Regions from separate parts of the Sus scrofa genome. Here region 2 is linked to region 1. The links are chromatin contacts, called in public Hi-C maps. All regions are on one chromosome and are shown on one strand. The core of a region is the stretch at or near the end of the contact, and the rest is flanking DNA. Distances in the headings are between cores, read along the strand shown.

What was found. Hi-C and Micro-C count contacts between places; a contact is called where the count stands out from the background.
Region 2: a Hi-C map of skeletal muscle shows a contact between it and region 1, with 7 times the contacts expected there. The contact joins the enhancer-like site here to the promoter of SIPA1L2 in region 1. A contact is called at or near these places in 1 of 5 promoter capture datasets (liver), 13 of 47 Hi-C or Micro-C datasets (embryonic fibroblasts, fetal heart ventricle, fetal skeletal muscle and 7 more) and 1 of 2 datasets of contacts at active chromatin or transcription factors (skeletal muscle).

What each region holds. Positions count from the first base shown.
Region 1 is chr14:58,113,783-58,119,504 of Sscrofa11.1, forward strand. SIPA1L2 (signal-induced proliferation-associated 1-like protein 2) reads left to right here and starts at 3,124. Exons shown (of 25, transcript XM_021073824.1): 1 at 3,124-3,349; 2 at 3,517-3,623.
Region 2 is chr14:58,546,150-58,551,871 of Sscrofa11.1, forward strand. No RefSeq gene overlaps it. Among named protein-coding and RNA genes, the nearest start is that of DISC1, 410 kb to the right of the region's middle. Within about 2 kb of position 2,417, at least 11 of the 83 cell types and tissues checked have an H3K27ac peak or open chromatin away from gene starts, as enhancers often do. A contact at or near this core is called in skeletal muscle, where this site is marked.

The sequences.
Region 1 (5,722 bases), core at 1,874-4,373:
ATCAGAGGCCTCTCTGCAGTGCCGGGAGAGGTTTGATCCCTAGCCCAACACAGTGGGTTAAGGATCTTCGCTGACACATCTTTGGTGCAGGTCATGACTGTGGCTCAGATCTAATCCTTGGTCTGGGAACGTCTTATGCTGAGCTGTTGCCAAAAAAAAAAAAAAAAAAAAAAAAAAAAGAGAGAGAGAAGAAAAAAGAAACTAACATGGACAAGGCACCCTCTAAGTGTTTGTAACATAAGTGAATAAGTCTGTTCTTGATGAAAGGGCACAGTCGGTTCCTGAGTGTGTGTCCACTGCTTCCTCTTGCTAGGCACACTTCTCTCCTCCTCGCTCGGCCAGTCTGATACCCTTGGCGAAGGCTTTCCCACCGGACCCGAGATTTTTGCCTGCAGACAGCTGGCTCTCCCCAGGGATGCCATTCATTGGTGATCCTGGAGCATCTGCTCCCAAGTTCTGTTCTTGTGAAATTCACATGCCCTGGCATAAAGCCCTTTGGGTCCTTCCAGTCATAATGCCCTGGTGTAATGCCCTTCCTGGCATAGTGTCCTGAATGGAGCATGTGGTCAATACATTATTTGTTGCAAATTATGAGTATTTATTTGGTGTAAAAGAAATACTTTTAAAAAAAGAGTTGATGAGTTCCCTGGTGGCTCAGCTGGTTAAGGATCCAGCCCTGTCACTGCTGTGGCTCATAGCTGCTATAGCACAGGTTTGATCCCTGGCCTAGGAACTTCTGTATGCCATGGGTAAGGCCAGAGAGAGAGAGAGAGTTGATAGTGGAAAAAGGAAAAGAGGAAATAAGGGCAGGAATCTAAAGCTTTATTTAACTTAGCTATTCAGGTTTATTACAGTATACGCTTATCATTTGTGAGTGGAATTTTTCTGGAGTGTGTCAAGGAAATAAAACTCCTGTTCTATTCAAATCACAGGTAAATAGATACAAGTACCTGCCAAGGTCAGCCAACAAGCTCAAAATCTTGGAACAGTGTAGACAACTGGTATGTCTTTGAACGCTGGGCCTCTTTACACGTTTTAGAGGAAGGTAGGTAAGACTGATGTTGGAATTATTTCAGAGGGAGTTGATGTGCTGATTCAGAATTTTAAAGAGCATTTCTTTAGGAACTCCTAGAGCATGATGAAATTCACGGGAGAAAAAAGACTTGAGAGACACAAAATGATGCCTCGAGAACAAGGGAGTCTTGACCTGAGGGAAGGTGAAGGTGAGGAAATTAAACATAAGATCGTTCACTCTGCATTGAGGCCAATACATTTTCACACTTCAGAGTTGATATTTTTCTTTAAAACTTCAGGGAAGTTTATAGCTTTAGTAGAAAAAAAGATTTTTTTTTTTTCAGTAAGGTATTCTAAGGCCAAAATGATGAACTGATATCTCAACAGATGCTTCAATTCCACAGGCTCTGCCCTGTTTCCTTTCCCTAAAAATGCAAAAAAAAAAAAAAAACCAGAAAGCTGCTGCTGGAAAGAACACCAGCCAGAGAGGACACACGCATTATATCCACTAGGATTTCTAGGGTCTGTTATTTGGTGAAGAAGAGCCCAACAAATCATTCCTGGGCTTAGTCTCTTGAAGGGCTGGTAGTCTGCCAGAAGGCCAACACCTTGTAGGTCTAGCCCTGGGCTCAGGTCACTGGTGTAGCACAGGTTTTTGTTTTTGTTTTTAGGGCCGCACCCGTGGCATATGGAGGTTCCCAGGCTAGGGGTCCAACAAGAGCTGCCACCGCCGGCCAATGCTACAGCCATAGCAATGCCAGATTTGAGCCGCATCTGCAACCTACACCACAGCTCATGGCAATGCTGGATCCTCAACCCACTTTGCAAGGCCAGGGATTGAACCTGAAACCTCATGGTTCCTAGTCGGATTTGTTTCCGCTGTGCCAAGACGGGAACTCTTGGTGTAGCACGGGTTTGATCACCACTGTCCAGCACTGGCCAGGCCAGGCCAAGCCAAGCCTCTGGGTCATGTTTGCTGGGGCCTAGAACATTCTGCAAGGCTGCATGTGCTCTGTGGTTCTGCACTGTCAATTATAAGCATTAAAAAAAAAAATGGTGCTAGAGTTCCTGTTGTGGCTCAGTGGTTAAAGAACCGACTAGTATCCTTGAGGATGCAGGTTCGATCCCTGGCCAGGCTCAGTGGGTTGAGGATCAGGCATTGCTGTGAGCTGTGGTGTAGGTCGCAGACGAGGCTTGGATCCCATGTTGCTGTGGCTATGGCGTAGGCTGGCAAGCTACAGCTCTGATTTGACCCCTAGGCTGGGAACCTCCGTATGCTGCAGGTATAGCCCCAAAATGACTATATATGTATATATATATGTGTGTGTGTGTGTGTGTGTGTGTGTGTGTATACATATATATATATATATATATATATATATATATATACACTGCCAACAATGGTTATGACCAAAGGGTTAAGGTTATTTTTAATTTTAGCTTACAAAACTAAAGACTTCCTTATCAGATCATTAAGACATTAAGAACACATTAAAACTCCCACTGTGTCTAGCAGGCAGTGGACAACTGCAGCTCCAGCTATAAAACCCACCTTGGTGACAACCCACAGGCTCAGGCAGTCACTGAGGGAGACACAGTTCTTTTCCTCAGGGCCCTTACAGAATAGTGGGAAAGACAATGACATGTGTAGCTGTGAGAAGTGTGAGAAGTACTGTGATCACGTGCTCTGCGGGGTGGGGGTGGGGCGGTGATGTCTGTCCTCCCTTGGCTTCCACAGGAAGGGTCCCTCCATGGCTATTCCTGTGTCCATAGGACATGGGAGAGCACCTGTCATGTATAGGGATGGGCACAGGTGAGATGGAGAGGTTGTGAAAAGTAGGGCCTATCTCTTATGCATCTCTGTCCCCAGCACCTAGCACCTTCTGGAACATACAGAGTCTCCATACATGTTTGCTGAATGAATAAACGACCATCTTGGTAAATGCTGTTAATGAAGTGGTGTTTGGGAAGCCCATCAAACCCGGGAGAACTCAGGAGGTTTGTCAGGTCATAGTACTGCTCTCTAACGTGTTTTATTACACACACTCCTATACTGCATGCTCATATTTACATAGAGATATAAAAGGCTGTAAAATGTTTACATACTTTTTAGACCACAGAGAAATAAGGCATGGGAGGGACTGCCTCTAACTTTTAAGAGGGTTACCCTAGGGAGTGTTTGTAATAGGGAAGTATAGACAACGTTATCTCTCCAGGAAGAATTCTGCCTCCAGAAAAGGAGGAACTGAAAACTCTGAATCTTGTTTCTGGAAACTGCCAGAGAAGTTCTCTCTCAGAAAAGCCGGCTCAGGAAATCCTGCGGTGGGGCTGGAAGGTAAGGTACAGTCTATGTAATCCAGTCTATTCCTGCTCCTGGGTTCTGACTCCCATGAAACCCTTTCGGTAGAGTTAACTCCAGTGTGGCTTAAAAAGGTCCTCTGAGATCTTTTAATCTTTCAGCAGCCAATTCAAGTGTCAAGCAATTTACATTCATCCTTTCAGGGAGAGCTTCCTCCTGGGTGATCAACATCTCCTAGGAAAGTGGAAAAGGTGGATATCAAGAGTTCATTTTCTCCTCGTCAAGATAAAGATCCAGGAGCATTTCTCCCGTGAGTGGAGGGCTGCCTGGAGGCCGGTTGGGGGGGCTGGGCGGGGAGGATAGAGCCTGCACACCTCTCCCAGCCTCCTTCCAGACTCCCAATGGTCTGTTTCCGCAGCATTCCTGCGCGCTGGCACCACCTGACTTCTTGCGCATTTCTCCGCGCATCCAGCCACTCCATCCCCTGGGGGTCAGGGGCACCGCCTGGGCGGTCCAAGGCGCCCTCGGGTGTCCGCACACAGTAGGGCTCGCTCCTCCTGCCGGCTTCCTGCGAACGCGGAGGTGCGGCGATCCTGCTGCGGCTCTGAGCAGGTGCCTGCGCAGCGCCTGGCAGCTGTGTTGTCGGGAGGCGACACTCAGGCTCTCGCGGCGCGGGGACCAAGAGCCAGCGGGCACGATTCTCCCCATTCGGGAGAGTGGAGTCCGGGAGGGGCCGCGGCTGCGCCAGGGGGCGGCGCGGAGCCAGGTTAGCGGGTGTGTATGATCGCTTTTCTCTCTGCCTCTTTGATCAGGTCTTTATTCAAAATGAGCTGACCAAAATGATTTGACCTTCAGAGGATAAACACATCTAAGTTTGCGCAGCAGGCTTCTTTTCTGTGGAGCCTTTCTTTTCCTCCGGCTTCCCAGCGGCTGGTTTCTTGGTAGCTGCTGCCTTTTTTTTTTTTTTTTTTTTTTTTTTTAACCCCCCACCAACGGCTGCTTCTGTTTCTTAAAGCCAACAGCCTTCCTTTCTCTCCTCTCTACCTTGCCTGGTACCTCTACTCATCTGATCTGGCTTCTGCCGCCGCTGCTGCCCTGGATGCACGGAGTTAGTTTGGTATTCTTAGCGTGGTGAAGAATGGTGCCCCGGGTGCATGATCTTTGAACGTGGGTTTAGTTAGATTGAACATGACTCTCAGGTTTTTCCAATGAATTCTTCTACAGGACCCTGACATGATTTCTCTTGCATGGTGCTCTGGGATTTTTCAAGATTATGCCCAGGTCTGTGTTGAGCTTGTGCACGGGAAGGTTGTAGTTACTCTTGAAGGAAGGAGGCAGCTTCTTCCAGAAGTGCTGCAGGAAGTGTCATTACAGATCATCTAACTTGCTGAAAGCAAATTCGAAACATCCCAGTTGTCCACCAGGAGCAAGTTTCATTGCTTACATTCGGCATAGTAATTCCTTTTGAAGGGAATGTAGAATTAAGGAGCCAGCGATGTTCCTTAAGGCCTTGATAGTGTGGTCCTGGTTACAGATCCCCTGCTGTGCATGCACCATGGCTTCTCACTTTGTCCTTGCCAGCTCTCTCATTCGCTCAGACGCAGAGACCTTTTTGATATTATTCCAGGCCTTAAGTTTCTTAAGAAGCAAAACAGTCCCCTTCGTCTTCTCAGTAGCCTTCAATGTTATCTACAACCACCAAAGGAAGTTCAGGACTTCCTCAATACACTGACCTTTAGCCATGACCAGCGCCCCTAAGGCCGAAGCAGCCAGGGCAGAGCAAATGGCACATCGTTTCTGTGTTGTGATCACTCTGCTGGGCCAACGGCGCCAGAATTGTTTGCGCAACGTGCGGCCCCACGACACATCTATTTCCCCAGTTAAGAAACGTATTTCTCAAATTTTAGGAATTAAAAGAAAGATTATGTCTTACTCAGTAAGAATTTTAGGCTACTGTAGCTGAAAATACAGTAAGACGCAAATGACGACATCACTGTTACAGATTCAGGGTTTTTAAGTTATCGGTGCCAGAGGGGCGAAAACGAGTCCCGAGGAGGAGGGCGACAGCTTTCCCAGACTGCGGGTCCAGGTAGGCTGCATCTCCCTGGAGGTCGCCGGCGCCGCTCACCCGGCGTCCCGCAGCCCCATCTGAAAGAAGAGCACCAACCCCTCCGGGACGCGCCGCTCCAGCGAGCCGCGGGGCCTGGGAACCGCGCACCGGCTGAGCCCGGAGCCCCGCGGGGCTGCGGGACAGACGGCGCCCGCGCCCAATCGCTGGGCGGGGCCGAGGGGGCGGGCAGGAAGCAGCCAATGGGAGGCCGCGGAGCGGGCGGGGGGCGGTGCCGCCGGGCGGGCGGGCGGTGGCGTTGGGAGCTGGCGCGGCAGACCAGGAGCCCGGGAGGAGCCGGC
Region 2 (5,722 bases), core at 1,167-3,666, 430 kb after region 1:
AGATCTAGGATCTGAACCCAGGTCAGTATGACTCCATAGCCGATGTTAGCAACTGTCACCAAGTTCTAAAACCTCTCACATCATAATGTTCCCCCATCCCCCACCAGAGAGGACAGGCATGAAATGGAGTGAGATTTTCTCTTTGGCCAATTTCAGTTTTTTGGTGTGTTTGTTTTGTTTTTAAGGTCGCACCTGAGGCACATGAAAGTTCCCAGGCTAGGGGCTGAATCGGAGCTACAGCTGCCACCTATGCCATAGCCACGGCAACACCGGATCCCAGCCGTATCTGCGGTCTCCACTGCAGCTTGAGGCAACACCAGATCCTTAACTCACTGAGTGAGACCAGGGATAGAACCCTCATCCTCACAGATATTAATCCAGTTCTTAACCCACTGAAACTCCTCAATTTGGTTTAATGAAAGATTGTTAGGAACTAAAAGGGTACTTTGTGCAATTGGCTAAAACTTGTGAAATGTCTCACCAAGATCCTGACAAGGTATGTGTAAAGGAAAAAACAAAAACTTTTTTTTTTTTTTTTGTCATTAGTGCCACACTCATGGCATATGGAGGTTCCAGGCTAGGGGTCTAATTGGAGCTGTTGCAATTGGGATCAGAGCAATGCCGGATCCCAATGAGTGAGGCCAGTGATCGAACCCACAACCTCATGGTTCCTAGTTGGATTCATTTCTGCTGCGCCACAATGGGAACTCCCAGAAAAAACAAAATATTTAACATATACTATCAATTGAAGCTTACATGTATCAGGAGTTTGCATTTGAAATGTCCATGGGCTTCATTTCCACCCACTTTTGAACCACCACCTGGCAGTTTGGGATCCATGATCCCATGCTACCTAGTGGATTGAGGAGAGAGGTTCACTTGAGTCTGGGGTTTTAGGTACCACTTAAAGACATCTCGATCCCTGACCTAACTCAGGCCAGATAAAAGAACTATTTCAACATCAGCCTATCACCCTAACATTTCTTTTATGGAAGCCCCTGAAAAGGTGGGTTGAATTCTCAATTCAATTCAACTCCATTCTCATCCAATCCAATTCAGAAAACATTCACGGTGTGCCTCTGACATCGCATGGGACACAGACAAAAGGAAAAAGTCCTTGCACTCAAAGAGTTCATAGAGTCCAAGACAGGGAGTCCACTTGAATTTCACTCGGAGAGACAGACTCTGAGACTTTGTTGATGCAATCAGGAAAAAAAAAAAAAAGAGGAATACTTGGAGAAGGCACTCACTGAGAGGAGTTTTGGGGGATCAGTCAGACTTCATGGATGGAGAAGGAGACAGTGGTCATGGGGGAATGGAGGTGCGTCGTGCTGGTCGTGCTGTTCAGGAGACTCTCAGTAGTTCTGATAGGGACGAAGTAGGCACAGGTAGTTGTAGCAGTCCCAATAAAGGATCATAGAGAGAGAGGGAAATCTAGGGGATGTTGGGAGATCACTGTAAGTTAATAAATTGCTCAAAAAAGCCATCAGCCCAAGGCCGGCTTGCTTGGCCTAGTGGAGGTATGAGAATTGCCTCAGATCATTGGATGGGGGATGGGATGAGACGTGCATTCAGATGCAGACAAGGGCAAGAATTAAAGGACGGCCCTTCAGCAGATTTGAATACACACCTTACCAGATGCCAAGTGGAGCGAAGACTCCCAGAAAGGAAGAGGTGGATTTTCCAACCCCCACCGCCTTGGATGATAAAACTGGAGCCCACCAGGATCTTTGGGGCAGAGCCTCCTCGCCTGCCCACTTTCATCTCTCACAAGTGTCCTATCTTAATAAATCTATTTCTTGCCTATACTTTGTCTCTCGCTGAAGTCCTTCTGTGTGGAGACATGAAGAACCTGAACCTCAGTGAGTCCAGCCACAGGGTGAGTGATTCTAATTTAAAACTGTGGGTTCAAGTCCCAATCTGGGTTTAGACTGGGTTCAAGTCCCAGCACAGGGGTTCAAGTCCCTGTCTGTGTTCTGGCTAGGGTCAGGCCATTAGTGCGGTCAGTTTCAGTGATGTCAGGGACTAATCCATCTCTGCCCCTGGATGTCTCCACCTACCCACAGACCCCCTTGGCATAGCTTACCCATGGCCATCCCTACCTACTCAGGATTTAGGAATAGACTAGGCAAGACCCAAGGCTCCCATGGTGATGCTGGAGAGACTGGGAAAAGCTTTCCATTCTATTTTTTCTGACTAAGCTAAGATAAAAAAAAGTCTTTCCCAGCAAGATACTATTATTATTCTTGGATTGTTCTCTGTTTTTGAAATTTGGGCCAGATCATGCCTATTGCTTTGGAGTTAGGTCATTCTGCTTCCCAGCCCACTTTATTTTTAAAATCTTCGCCTATATTGAATTTGAACTTGAGCAGGATCTGTTTCTGAGATTATCTTGTCACCACTGACAGTGCTCTGGTGCCCTCTGGCTTTATATGGGTTGGCTTTATAGGGTTTCCTGGCTGGTTTAAAGTCAACTTTTAGGACTTTTCATCTTTCCATGTTCCTGTAACAGAAACTCAGGGCAAGGAGGGATGAAAAAAAGGGGGGTAATCCTGGAGAGGAAAGAAATGAATAGGCTATTCTTTCAAATGCTTAGCCTGACATACATAATTCGGGGCAGGGGGAAGAATCGCGCTGTAAACAGAAACATCTCAGCCATCTGTACAAAGCTCTTCCAAAATAATTACATCACACCGCAGCTGATGGCTGGTTGTTGATCCAAATATTTGGCAGAGAGGGTGACGCCCTCCTGGGATGTCACAGCCATCCACAGCTTCCTGCCTCATTACCATTTAACCAGTTTTATATCAACAATTAGGATTAGAAGAGACTCCAAAGCTTTTCCTGGGATAAAAAGTCTCTGACTTGATAAGTTAAATTAGCAACTGAGGAGGTGATTTCAGAATTCTTTCTTAAGGTAACAGGGAACAAATTCAACCTGGAAAAAAAAAATGTCCAGGACAAATTTAGAAGCATCTTCCATCATCAAGCGCCAAATTTAAGCATCTATATACAAGAGCATCCAGTCAGCCTCCCCCTTTGTTAGCAATTAAAGGTCTTTCTGATTCTTCTTTGTGATAGTCTATCACAGGATAATGCTATATACAGTGTGTCGTTGTAGTTTATCTATTTTTTATAGAGTAGCATGTATCTGTTAATCCCAAACGCCTAATTTATCGCCCCCACCCCCACTTTCCCCTTTGGTAACCATGAGTTTGTTTTCTATGTCTGGGGGTCTGTTTTTGTTTTGCACATAAGTTCATTTGCACTATTTTTATTTTTTTTATTTTTTTATTTTTTTTATTTTCCCACTGTACAGCAAGGAGATCAAGTTATCCTTACATGTATACATTACAATTACATTTTTTTTCCCCACCCTTTGTTCTGTTGCAACATGAGTATCTAGACAAAGTTCTCAATGCTACTCAGCAGGATCTCCTTGTAAATCTATTCTAAGTTGTGTCTGATAAGCCCAAGCTCCCGATCCCTCCCACTCCCTCCCCCTCCCATCAGGCAGCCACAACCTTTTCTCCAAGTCCATGATTTTCTTTTCTGGGGAGATGTTCATTTGTGCTGGATGTTAGATTCCAATTATAAGTGATATCATATGGTATTTGTCTTTGTCTTTCAGGCTCATTTCACTCAGGATGAGATTCTCTAGTTCCATCCATGTTGCTGCAAATGGCATTATGTCATTCTTTTTTATGGCTGAGTAGTATTCCATTGTGTATATATACCACATCTTTCGAATCCAATCCTCTGTTGATGGACATTTGGGTTGTTTCCATGTCCTGGCTATTGTGAATAGTGCTGCAATGAACATGCGGGTGCATGTGTCTCTTTTAAGTAGAGTTTTGTCCGGATATATGCCCAAGAGTAGGATTGTGGGTCATATGGAAGTTCTATGTATAGATTTCTAAGGTATCTCCAAACTGTTCTCCATAGCATTTGCACTATTTTTTAGATTCCACATATAAGTGATATCCATGCCTTTCTCTGTCTGGCTTACTTCACTTAGAAGCATGTGTGTATAAATACATGTATATATTGTATATGTACATACACACACACATATATACATACCCAAGTCACTTGGCGATACACCTGAAACTGACACAACATTTTAAATCAAATAAATATTCATCAATAAAAAATTTTAAAAATGTTTTCCCTCCAGTCCACATGGAAGAAGGAGTTTGAGTTTTAACGATTTAGATTGAAATCAAAGTTAAGACAGGAAGAGGGCCAGCCTCTTGGCATGTTGCCCTTGGACGTGAAGTCCACCTTTTCTAATCACCCTCCAGAGTCTCTGACGATCCTGCAACCTTCTGGATAGTCTAAACATCCCCCCCACCCAGGAATATGACAACAAAGAAATCAGGCCTTCAGCACCCCTGACATCTCTGCCTTTGTAATTCTCATCAATCTGACCTGAATAGAGCAGAGCAGAGCATTTACTTATTTGATCATCTTCCCCTCTTGATGGCCCCCTGAACTTATCTGAACTGTTTTTCCTTGGTCGGATTTCTTGACGTGGGTCAACAAAAGGTCTGGGGCAGACTTTCAGCCCTTTCAAAAGCCCCACAGCCCAAGTCATTAGGTCACCCTGAGTACTGCTGCTTATTCCCTCCTCCCCTTTTATAAGGACAGACTCAGGAGTTCCTGTCATGGCTCAGTGGTAAGGAGCCCAATTCGTATACATGAGGACATGGGTTCGATCCCTGGCCTCCCTCAGTGCGTTAAGGATCTGGCATTGTCTTGAGCTGTGGTGCTGATTGCCAACACAGCTTGGATCCTGGGTTTCCTGGCTGTGGTTCAGGCTGGCAGCTGCAGCTTCCATTCAACCCCTAGCCTGGGAACTCCCACATGACGGGGTGGGCCCTAAAAAGAAAAAATAATAATAATAATAATAAGCACAGACTCAGCATGGAGTGGAGCTGATGACAGTATCTTTCCTTTCTCACCTCCCTGCTAGGTTTCTGGCTTTTTATCCATGGCGCTCAGCAGCAGAGTCACAGCAGGGGGTCTGGGATTACAAATTGCTCAGGTGGCCGGAGGTGAAAGGGCAGGGTCGTGTCCGTGCGGAGTTCCCAGATGTCCACTTCCTGTGCCCCTCCTCTGGCTCCACCCCTCTGGGGTCTCTTGTGATTGTGGGAGACCAGAGTCCACATTGACTGCAGATGGTGACCAAGCTGACCAGCGGTTGGAGGGGCATTTGAGGGTGGTGGGGAAGAGAATAGGCACGGTTCCCTCTGGAGGGGCAAGGGAGTGGAACCTAGGCAGAGGAAGCCAGCACAGCTGTGGGCCCGACCCCCTTTTCCAAGCTCCGTTGGTGGTGTTGGGACAATGGCTAGTGGCTAGTTTTATTCCATCCAGGGGCTCTGTTGCCTCTTTTTCAGTTGCATCTCATGCTGCTAGACCTGAACCATGGGCGTCCTTCTTATTCATCCCATGTGGGGTCCAGATGTATATGGCTGAAGGGAATTTCCCTTTTTTTTTTTTTTTTTTTTTTTTTTTGTCTTTTTGTCTTTTCAGGGCTGCACTCGTGGCATATGGAAGTTCCCAGGCTAGGGGTCTAATCAGAGCTCTAGCTGCCAGCCTACGCCACAGCCAGAGTAACTCGGGATCCGAGCTGCTTTCTGTGACTTACAGCACAACTGATAGCAATACCAGATCCTTAACCCACTGAGCGATGCCAGGGATCAAACCCACCACCTCATGG